2 separate regions of the Mus musculus genome follow, and region 2 is linked to region 1. The links are chromatin contacts, called in public promoter capture Hi-C maps. All regions are on one chromosome and are shown on one strand. The core of a region is the stretch at or near the end of the contact, and the rest is flanking DNA. Distances in the headings are between cores, read along the strand shown. Region 1 holds the start of Prss37 (protease, serine 37). Region 2 has its middle 9.0 kb from the start of Clec5a.

Evidence for each region. Promoter capture Hi-C pulls out the DNA fragments that hold promoters and counts their contacts.
Region 2: a contact with region 1 is called in a promoter capture Hi-C map of macrophages, with 7 read pairs. The contact joins the enhancer-like site here to the promoter of Prss37 in region 1. A contact is called at or near these places in 2 of 39 promoter capture datasets (the C10 cell line and macrophages), 1 of 115 datasets of contacts at active chromatin or transcription factors (embryonic stem cells) and 3 of 9 other capture datasets (adipose tissue, liver and pancreatic islet).

What each region holds. Positions count from the first base shown.
Region 1 is chr6:40,516,878-40,521,069 of GRCm38.p6, forward strand. Prss37 (protease, serine 37) reads right to left here and starts at 2,631. Exons shown (of 6, transcript NM_026317.2): 1 at 2,524-2,631; 2 at 2,156-2,309; 3 at 797-938. The coding sequence starts at 2,189.
Region 2 is chr6:40,592,514-40,597,115 of GRCm38.p6, forward strand. No RefSeq gene overlaps it. Among named protein-coding and RNA genes, the nearest start is that of Clec5a, 9.0 kb to the left of the region's middle. Within about 2 kb of position 2,493, at least 49 of the 459 cell types and tissues checked have an H3K27ac peak or open chromatin away from gene starts, as enhancers often do. A contact at or near this core is called in macrophages, where this site is marked.

The DNA of each region.
Region 1 (4,192 bases), core at 1,381-3,880:
ATCCAAGTGGGTAATTTCCATTCTAGTGGATGCATGAGAGTAAAATGACCAGAGTGTTGGATAACAAGCCCACCAACAACTCCCCTTTTCCTCCTCCCTTTTTGATTTGGAAGATGATGTGGTTTAAATCAATGAGCTTTCTTTTCTGGCTTCTAATCAATAGGAAGTTCAAGAAAGTATTTGGAGGAAGAAGAGTGATGTTGGAGTATTTATCTTCCCAGACCTTTTCCAGGAGGTACTGCCATAGACTTTTAAAAGTGCCTTTTGGCAAAAGTCACAGTTCCTATCACATAGCATCTTCATTCAGTGATTGTTCCTATTCTATTAAAACCATTCTTTTCTCTTAGGATAAGGACGGTCACTGTATTTGCTCAATATTTCTCTGGTGGGACATGGAACTATCTCATACTATAAGTTCCTTTAAAGAACATCTCTTTTCAATTTACTCAGCTTATGAATTTGAGTCACCTGCTGAACCCCTACTTGACTAGATGTAATCACATTTCCAGGGGGAGGAAAAACCTTGAAAAGCTCATGGGGCAGCAGGGGAAGCATAGTACAAAACAGTCTGTCAACAGCAGCACCGAGTTTTAGGTGAAGACATCTTCTACGGAAATTTACAGCATCTTTCTAGGATGCTTCCCATTAGAAGCTAGTAGCACTATTCCTGATTGTGAAAATCCAAAATACCTTCAGACATTTCTAAACATATCATGGGGGGAAAGTTGTCCCCAATTGAGAATCACTGATCTAGGATGAGGAGAACCTATTTGGGGAGGGGATGCTCAATACTCACGGTAAATAGCAGTGAGATGGGGCCAGCACCCAGCTGGCTTTGATGAGGACACCCACGCAGGGATTGAAGTTAGACTTGAGGTATGCTAAGTAGGGAGCATGGTCCTCTTTCTGCACAGATGAGTGAGTGACTAAAGCTGTTCCTGAGAAAACAATATCACACAAATATCAGAGCAAATGAGACATTCTCATCTTCCCAGCAGTAAAGAAGTATGAATGATTTTAAGGGAGTAATCAGTTGTCTGGGGGAAGTAGTTTTTCCTCTAATAAAGATGTAAATTAAAATGACATACTTTAAGAAAAATAATGGCAATATTGGTAATATTCATTGTAAGAAAAGGTATAATATAAATGATATAGTCTCTGCTCATAAATTGATTTTATTGTCTTGGAAAGCAATTTAGAAATGGGCATCAAGAGCTATAACTAGTTCATAATTGTCGCTTGAGTATTCCAACAATAGGAATCCATTTTAAAGACATAACCAGATGTAGGCAAAGATAATTGATAAGTGTATACATTTTTAGTAATACATAATAGTTGTTAAACATTGGAAGCATAAAAATCTAATATATAATGTTAGATATTGAAATAAAAAACACACAAGTAAGTAGAACACATCAAAAATAGTGACACTTGATTTAAAATTTTCAAAAAGTAAAAAAAAAGCAGTGGAGTGTAATAGAGATGTAGGCTGAGACTAGGGCTGTCTTCTATGCTCTTACTGGTACTTCTGCCAACTTGCCCACATCTGGGCCTATGCCTAACCTCTGTGTAACCATACTTAAAAACTTCAAAGCAGGGAAGATAGATTATTAATAAAGGCAAAAGATTTTGAGCTCTATATGAGGTGCTGGGTTAGTTAGATTTCCCAAAGTCAATCCAGCTAGTATGTGACATGGGCTGGTGGAAAATTCTTCAATCCCAAATTCATGGAAGCAGAGACTGAAGTAGTAGAAACCATCAAATTAAGTCTTTTGTTCTAACCTTTACCACTTCCTGCATTCCAAGTTATGGTACAGAGGAGAAACCAGAAGTCAAACTGGGCCTTCTGCTCATGTGATCACATTAGGATCTTCCCCGAAAGCAATGAGGCTCATATTTCACAATCACCAGAGGGCACTCTCATTGTTGAGGGTTCTACAGGGCAGGTATATGCCATAATCTATCCAAGAGCTTAATACTTAGGGTATACTGTTTGTGTTTAGCCCTTGGATGGGCTCTAACTGAAGAGACTCAGATTCTACTCATATCAGTAGATATGCATAAATCTGCAAGCCATCAACCCACTTATTTCACCTCACTATGTTTAGGTTAACCCACACTGTAATGAACAGAGTACTAAGTCTTAAATACATACCAGCTAGGATGGTGAGATAGATAATAAGTTTCATGATGGTCCAGCTCTTTCCTTTCGAGGTATAGAAAGAAGATCAGCAGAGGCCGGAATCTTCTGCTCACTTGTCTCCTGGGGGATGTCTACCGGAGCCAGCAGGTTTGGATAGGTAAGGGCTCTAGGCAAAATCAGCAGGTGGAGAAAACTCCAGATAGGAAGACTGAGAAACAGGAGAGTATGCTTCTACTGGGACTTTTCAAACAAAGGGAAAGAAGTTTGATTTGATGAACTTCTTAGTCCAAGTCATCCTATATGCTACTCTCCTAAAAGCTCCATGCACTATATAGCTAGTTCAACTGTTTGGGAAGAGGAGCTCCAGGCTCAAGACTCACCTTTCTTGCAGAGTTTCTGAGCACAGAGCTGTGAGGAACAGGATTCTCTACCTTGGCTCAGGGAGAGCATGCCCTTAATGGTTTGCTCTGAACCTCCCAATGGTCACTTCATGCACCCCTTAGCCCCTCCCATCTTTGTTACATCTGTCACTGTTTCATCACTCAGATATCATCACCAGCTGGGTCTCTTTTGGTCCTGATCAGCATCACTGAGCTGAGGATATGAAATGAAAGCTCACAGGGAACAGTTAATTACCTTTGACAGTTAGGAAACGGTGTGAATTCTAGATGACATTAAATAAAGATTTAATGTGTTGATGACAATTCAAAAAAACAGGCCTCTTTAAGTGACTTTTACATAATGAAGTAATGAATGATTTTCCAGCTAATTGCATGACCAAAGTCAATATTTGATATTAGGGAGCACATACTCTCAAAAAAAGAGCATTAACCTCAACAGCTTGCATTCTTTGAACATGCAATGAATTCCAGACACAAAGCCAAGTATTCTCTCCCTCTGTGAGTGCCTGAGTTCCTACCCTGTGCTATTTTCTCCTCTCCTCTCTGTTTTCTGTTTTCTTAGTTGGAAAATATTTTCATACAATATATGTTGATCATGTTTTTGTTCTCTCCTAATTCCTCCCAGATCCTATCTACCCGCTACCCATCCAACTTCAAAAGCAAAAGACCAATAAGACCAAAGAAATGCCCAAACAAATAAACAAAGACAAAAGGTCTACAAAGGTTTTCTGTTGGCCAATTAAATACTCCTGAGCATAGGGCCTACCCTGAAGTGTGATTAATATACCCAGTAAGGCTTCATTGGAGATTTTTTTTTTTTTTTTTTTTTTTTTTTTTGGCCAGTGGGAACCCATCTCTGGGACCCTGGCAGAGCTTGTGTGTGCTGCTGTAGTTTCTTTGAGTTCATATGTACATAAGTCCTGTTGTCTTTGCTGTCTCCTTGGGGTCATGAATCCTTTATGGCTCTCCCAGTCGTTCCACTTTCTCGTTTGCAGGCTTCCTGAGGTTTAGGGAGAGGGAATTGATGAAAACATCCATCCAACTTAGGACTGAGGACTTCAAGGTCTCTCAGTCTGTGCACATTGTTTAGTTGTGAAGTTCTTTGCTCCCATTTACTGCAAGAAGCAGCTTATAAGAAGGGACCTGAGGAAGATGCTGCTCTGCATTCCAGCCTGGTGTGACCATGGGAAGGCCCTGGCAGGAAATGTTTCCTGGGATTAGCAGCTGATACAAAGGAAAGAAGATAGGCTAGAAGGCAGCCCTCTCACTATTTATGTGTCAGGGTCTTTCTGTATGTCCCAGGGTGGACTCACAGGGGCGTTTTTGGTGCCTAATTCCCAAATGCCAACACCCCAACCTGACCCAGAGTTCAGCTCTTCGCTGATTATATGTTCACCTTTTACTGCCTAATTAAAGTTTATATTGTGACCATTCTTGCCTATAATGTGTCAAATATATTGTATGTTCTTACCAAGCTGAACTACATCTAGCCTCATATCTCCCTGAGATGTCTCTAAGAAACCATCTGTGTCCTGTCTGCATGCTAAAATCTTTCATCTCATTTTTCTCTTGTCTCATAGATCTCATTAATTGTTGTTCTGCAGTAAATCATGCCTTTTAGTTAAAAGCTCTCTTGTACTGATTTAAC
Region 2 (4,602 bases), core at 1,243-3,742, 75 kb after region 1:
TGTATCTTATATCTTGGGTATCCTAAGTTTCTGGGCTAATATCCACTTATCAGTGAGTACATATTGTGTGAGTTCCTTTGTGACTGAGTTACCTCACTCAGGATGATGCCCTCCAGGTTCATCCATTTGCCTAGGAATTTCATAAATTCATTCTTTTTAATAGCTGAGTAGTACTCCATTGTGTAAATGTACCACATTTTCTGTATCCATTCCTCTGTTGAGGGGCATCTGGGTTCTTTCCAGCTTCTGGCTATTATAAATAAGGCTGCTATGAACATAGTGGAGCATGTGTCCTTCTTACTGGTTGGGACATATTCTGGATATATGCCCAGGAGAGGTATTGTGGGATCCTCTGGTAGTAATATGTCCAATTTTCTGAGGAACTGCCAGACTGATTTCCAGAGTGGTTGTACAAGCTTGCAATCCCACCAACAATGGAGGAGTGTTCCTCTTTCTCCACATCCTCGCCAGCATCTGCTGTCACCTGAATTTTTGATCTTAGACATTCTGACTGGTGTGAGGTGGAATCTCAGGATTCTAATTCTTAAAGACTGTTGTTTTCTTAATCCATAGTAGACTTGCATGTTTATTCCTTCCCTTGTCTGTCTGTCCATAGACTTAGCTGTCCCACCCAAGTAGTTTTGTAACACCTACTTTATCACAGGTCTTTGAAAGCAATGTTATAGCTTCAAGCAAATTTAAGGGACAGGGACATAGTGGTCCATGGAATAGAAGTGGTTGTAGATTTAAATCAAAGTGGATGAAGAAGCAGCTGGGGATGGGGCTCAGTTAATATGTTCAGGGTTCAATCTTCAGCCCCAGAGAAAAGAAACAAAAGAAACAGTGTAAACTAAACTAGGTGAAGATGCAGCTGGAGATGTGGCTCTGTGGCCGGTCACATGGCCAAGCCTGTGTGAGGCTCTAGGGTCAGCATTCAGCCTCATGGCAAAACAAAACAAAGTGAACAAAAACCAAAACACACAAAGCAAAGTGGGTTAAGATATAACTGGGTCTCTGTAAAATCAGAAGGCAAATCAAACTAGGCCTCTGGTCTCTGCTCACTCCTGTGTGTGCAAAGCATCATGACAGGGAGCATGGTCATAAGGATCGGATGGACTTCATGAACTAGAGCCTTTTCTCAGATTAAGTTAGAAAGGGCTCAGGAATGGATATCTATGGGTCTAGAATGAGCTATTAAATATGGTAAAGGGCAGGATACTAGTGGTATGTAAGGACAAACAGCCACCCTTAGGCAGGATATGTGGTAAGGGAAAACAAACAAACAAACAAACAAACAACAACAACAAAAAAAAAAACAGAAAGAAACAAAGAAAAAAAATACATGAAAACCCAACTCTCCCTGTAATCTCTCATTCACCTGATCTTCTCAAGACTTTATGGCCTCATGTTATTTTTGTTGTTGGAATTATGTTTGTGTGGCTATCTTCTTTTGGGTTTCTTGGAAGAAGATTGTTTTCTAGCTTTTGGTGAGGTAACCCAGTCACAAAAGAACACACACGGTATACTGATAAGTGAACATTAGCCCAAAGCTTGGAATACAAGAAGAAGGAAGAACAAAGTGTGGATGCTTCAGTCCTTCTTAGAAGGGCAAAAAATACCCAAGGGAGGAAATATGGAGACAAAGTGTGGAGCAGAGACTGAAGGAAAAGTCATCTGGAGACTGCCCCACTTAGGGATCCATCCTATATTCAGTCATCAAACCCAGACACTACTGCAGATGCCAAGAAGTGTTTGCTGACAGGTCCCTGATATAGCTGTCTCCTGAGAGGCTCTGCCAGAGCCTGACAAATACAGAGGCATATGTTCTTAGCCAACCATTGGACTGAGCACGGGATCCCCAGTGGAGGAGTTAGAGAAAGGAATGAAGGAGCTGAAGGGGTTTGCAACCCATAGGAAGAACAGCAGTATCATCCCAGGAACTAAACCACCAACCAAAGAGTACAGATGGAGGGACCCATGGCTCCAGCTGCATAGTAGCAAAGGATGGCTTTGTCAGACATCAATGGAAGGAGAGGCCATTGGTCCTGTGAAGGCTTGATGCCCCCCAGTGTAGGGGAATTGCAGGAGTGGGTGAGCAGGTGGGGGAGCACCCTAATAGAAGCAGGGAGAGGGAGGGTGGGACAGGGGTTTTCCAGAGGGGAAACTGGGAAAGGGAATAACATTTGAAATGTAAATAAATAAAATATACAACAACAATAATAATAATTATAATGGCCTCTTCCAACATTGCCAATATTTTCCTTCTGCCTTTATAACCTAACCCCAAACCTACATTTGTAAAGACAAATTTCTTTTGATTATGAGTCCAGTTTTAGATCTGACATCTAATGTGAATCAGGCACTCCTCGTTTCTAAACCTGGATCTGCTGTCAACCCTGTTGTAGTAAGTCCTAAGGTACACTAGCATTTCCTCAAAGCTGGAGGGAAGAAACCTCTTTCAACTTCTTCGTTTCTTACTGATGATTGCATCATAGCAGCACCCAGCAATGAATCAGCCATGCTAATTCCTTCTCTGCTGACCACTCTCTAGACACTAGATGATGATGCATTTCCAAAGCATTCTTAGATCTTTCCTTTCTTTTTATTTGATGTATTTATTTATTTATTTTCCATTCCATGTTTTATCCCCCACTCCCATTCTCCCTTTGACTGTTCCACATCCCACACTTCCTCCTCACCCCCTGTCTCCATGTGGAGGTCCCCACCCCTGACCCCACCTGACCTCTAAACTCCCTGGGGCTTCTAGTCTCTTGAGGGTTAGGTGCATCATCTCTGAATGAACACAGACCGGACAGTCATCTACTACTTCTCTATTTCCACTCCCACATCCTGAAACAGGAAATTTGTCTCTTTTGATTATGACTGAGGTGCAAATGACCAAACACTTTGCCTTCACTCTTTCAAACTAATCCCACACAACATTGTCATGTGAGTCTTTATAAAATAATTGTCATAATAATGTCACTTCATTATCTTAGGTTCTGTGATAACCACTAATATGAGAAGTCTCAGTTAAACATTGGCTTTGCTCATTCATCTAAACCTTTTATTCCACATCATTTATGTAAATTCTAATCCAAACTATTGTCACATGTTTTGCTTATGCTAATATTTGGACACCTAATTAAATGCACCCTATCATTATTTTATTGTTGTCTGTAAGTATGTATATATTTCTGAGCTAAAAATCAAGTACTGACTGTGTCTGATTAGTCTCTGTGCCCAGTGAGGGCCAAACTGGAGTCCCTCTGCCCACTCAGTTACAATTCTGCCATTGCACCATCCCTTCCTTAAGGTTTTCCTAGTAAATGCCTGAGGACATAAAGTTTGAGATGGGGATAGATACACTGAGACATTTTCTCTTAAGAATCTTTTAAAGAGGCCTAGAAAGAAAAAGTAAGTTTCATGACTGAGAACAACCCCCATGTGAGTGATGGTAAAACAGAAGACAAAGTCAATGTTGTTATCTTTTCAAATCCTTGAGTAATTCAGTTTTAATTCTTCACTGAATTGAAGATCAAGATGATGCAACAATTTGTGTTGGAGAGAATAGTCTAGACTCATACAATGGGTAAATCATCAGAATAAGCCATCTTTGAGGTCAGTTCAGCCTATATACATTAAGACTTTTGTACTGAATTGGCTAGGGATACTGCTCAGAAGTAAAACATTTTTAAAGCTCATGTGAGGCCTGGGTTTGGTCATCAAGACTTTATTAACTCAGGTTGTAGATCCAGGAAGGTCATCAAACTCTAGAGTGGATCTATACAAAGGAACTCATATCTACACAGTTCATGGTCAAGTTGCTGAAAACTAAATTATTTTGAAGACAGCTATTACATTACAAGCAGGAAGGCAGAAGATCCAAAAGTCCTCTAGGCTGAAAAACAGTGAAAAGATGACTTTATAGTGATGAAGAAAAAGTAAGCATGCTTACTTGTTTTTTATCAGTAATTTATATATTTTTATTCATTTACATCCTGATCATAGCCCCCTTCCCTCCTTTCCTCCCAGTCCTGCCATTAGAAATCCCTCCTCATTACCACCTCCCATTCTCCTTAGAGAAGGGGACACATCCTTGGGTACCACCCCACCCTGGGACATCTAAGTCCCAGTAGGATTGGAAATATCCTTTCCCTCTGAGGCCCAACCAGGTAGTCCAAGTAGGAGAAGGGGACTCAATAGCAGGCAACAGAGTCAGAGATAGACCCCAATCTAATTTTTAGGGTACTCACATGAAGACCAAGCTGCATATCTACTACATATGTGTAGTGGGCCTAAGTTCGGCCCATGCATGCTCTTTGGTTGGTGCTTCAGTTTTTGTGAGCAACCCTGGGCCCAGTTGTCTCTGTAATTCTTTTTATGGTGCCCTTGACCCTCCAGCTTTCTCAATCCTGTTCCCACTCTTCTTCATGACTCCCTGAGCTCTGTCTGATGTTTTGCTCTGGGCCTCTGCATCTGTTTTCATCCACTGCTGGATGAAGCCTCTCAAAACAGTTATACTAGGCTCTGCAAGCATGGCAGAGTATCATTAATAGTGTCAGGAACTAGCTCTCTCACATGGATGGGTCAGTTGCGCCA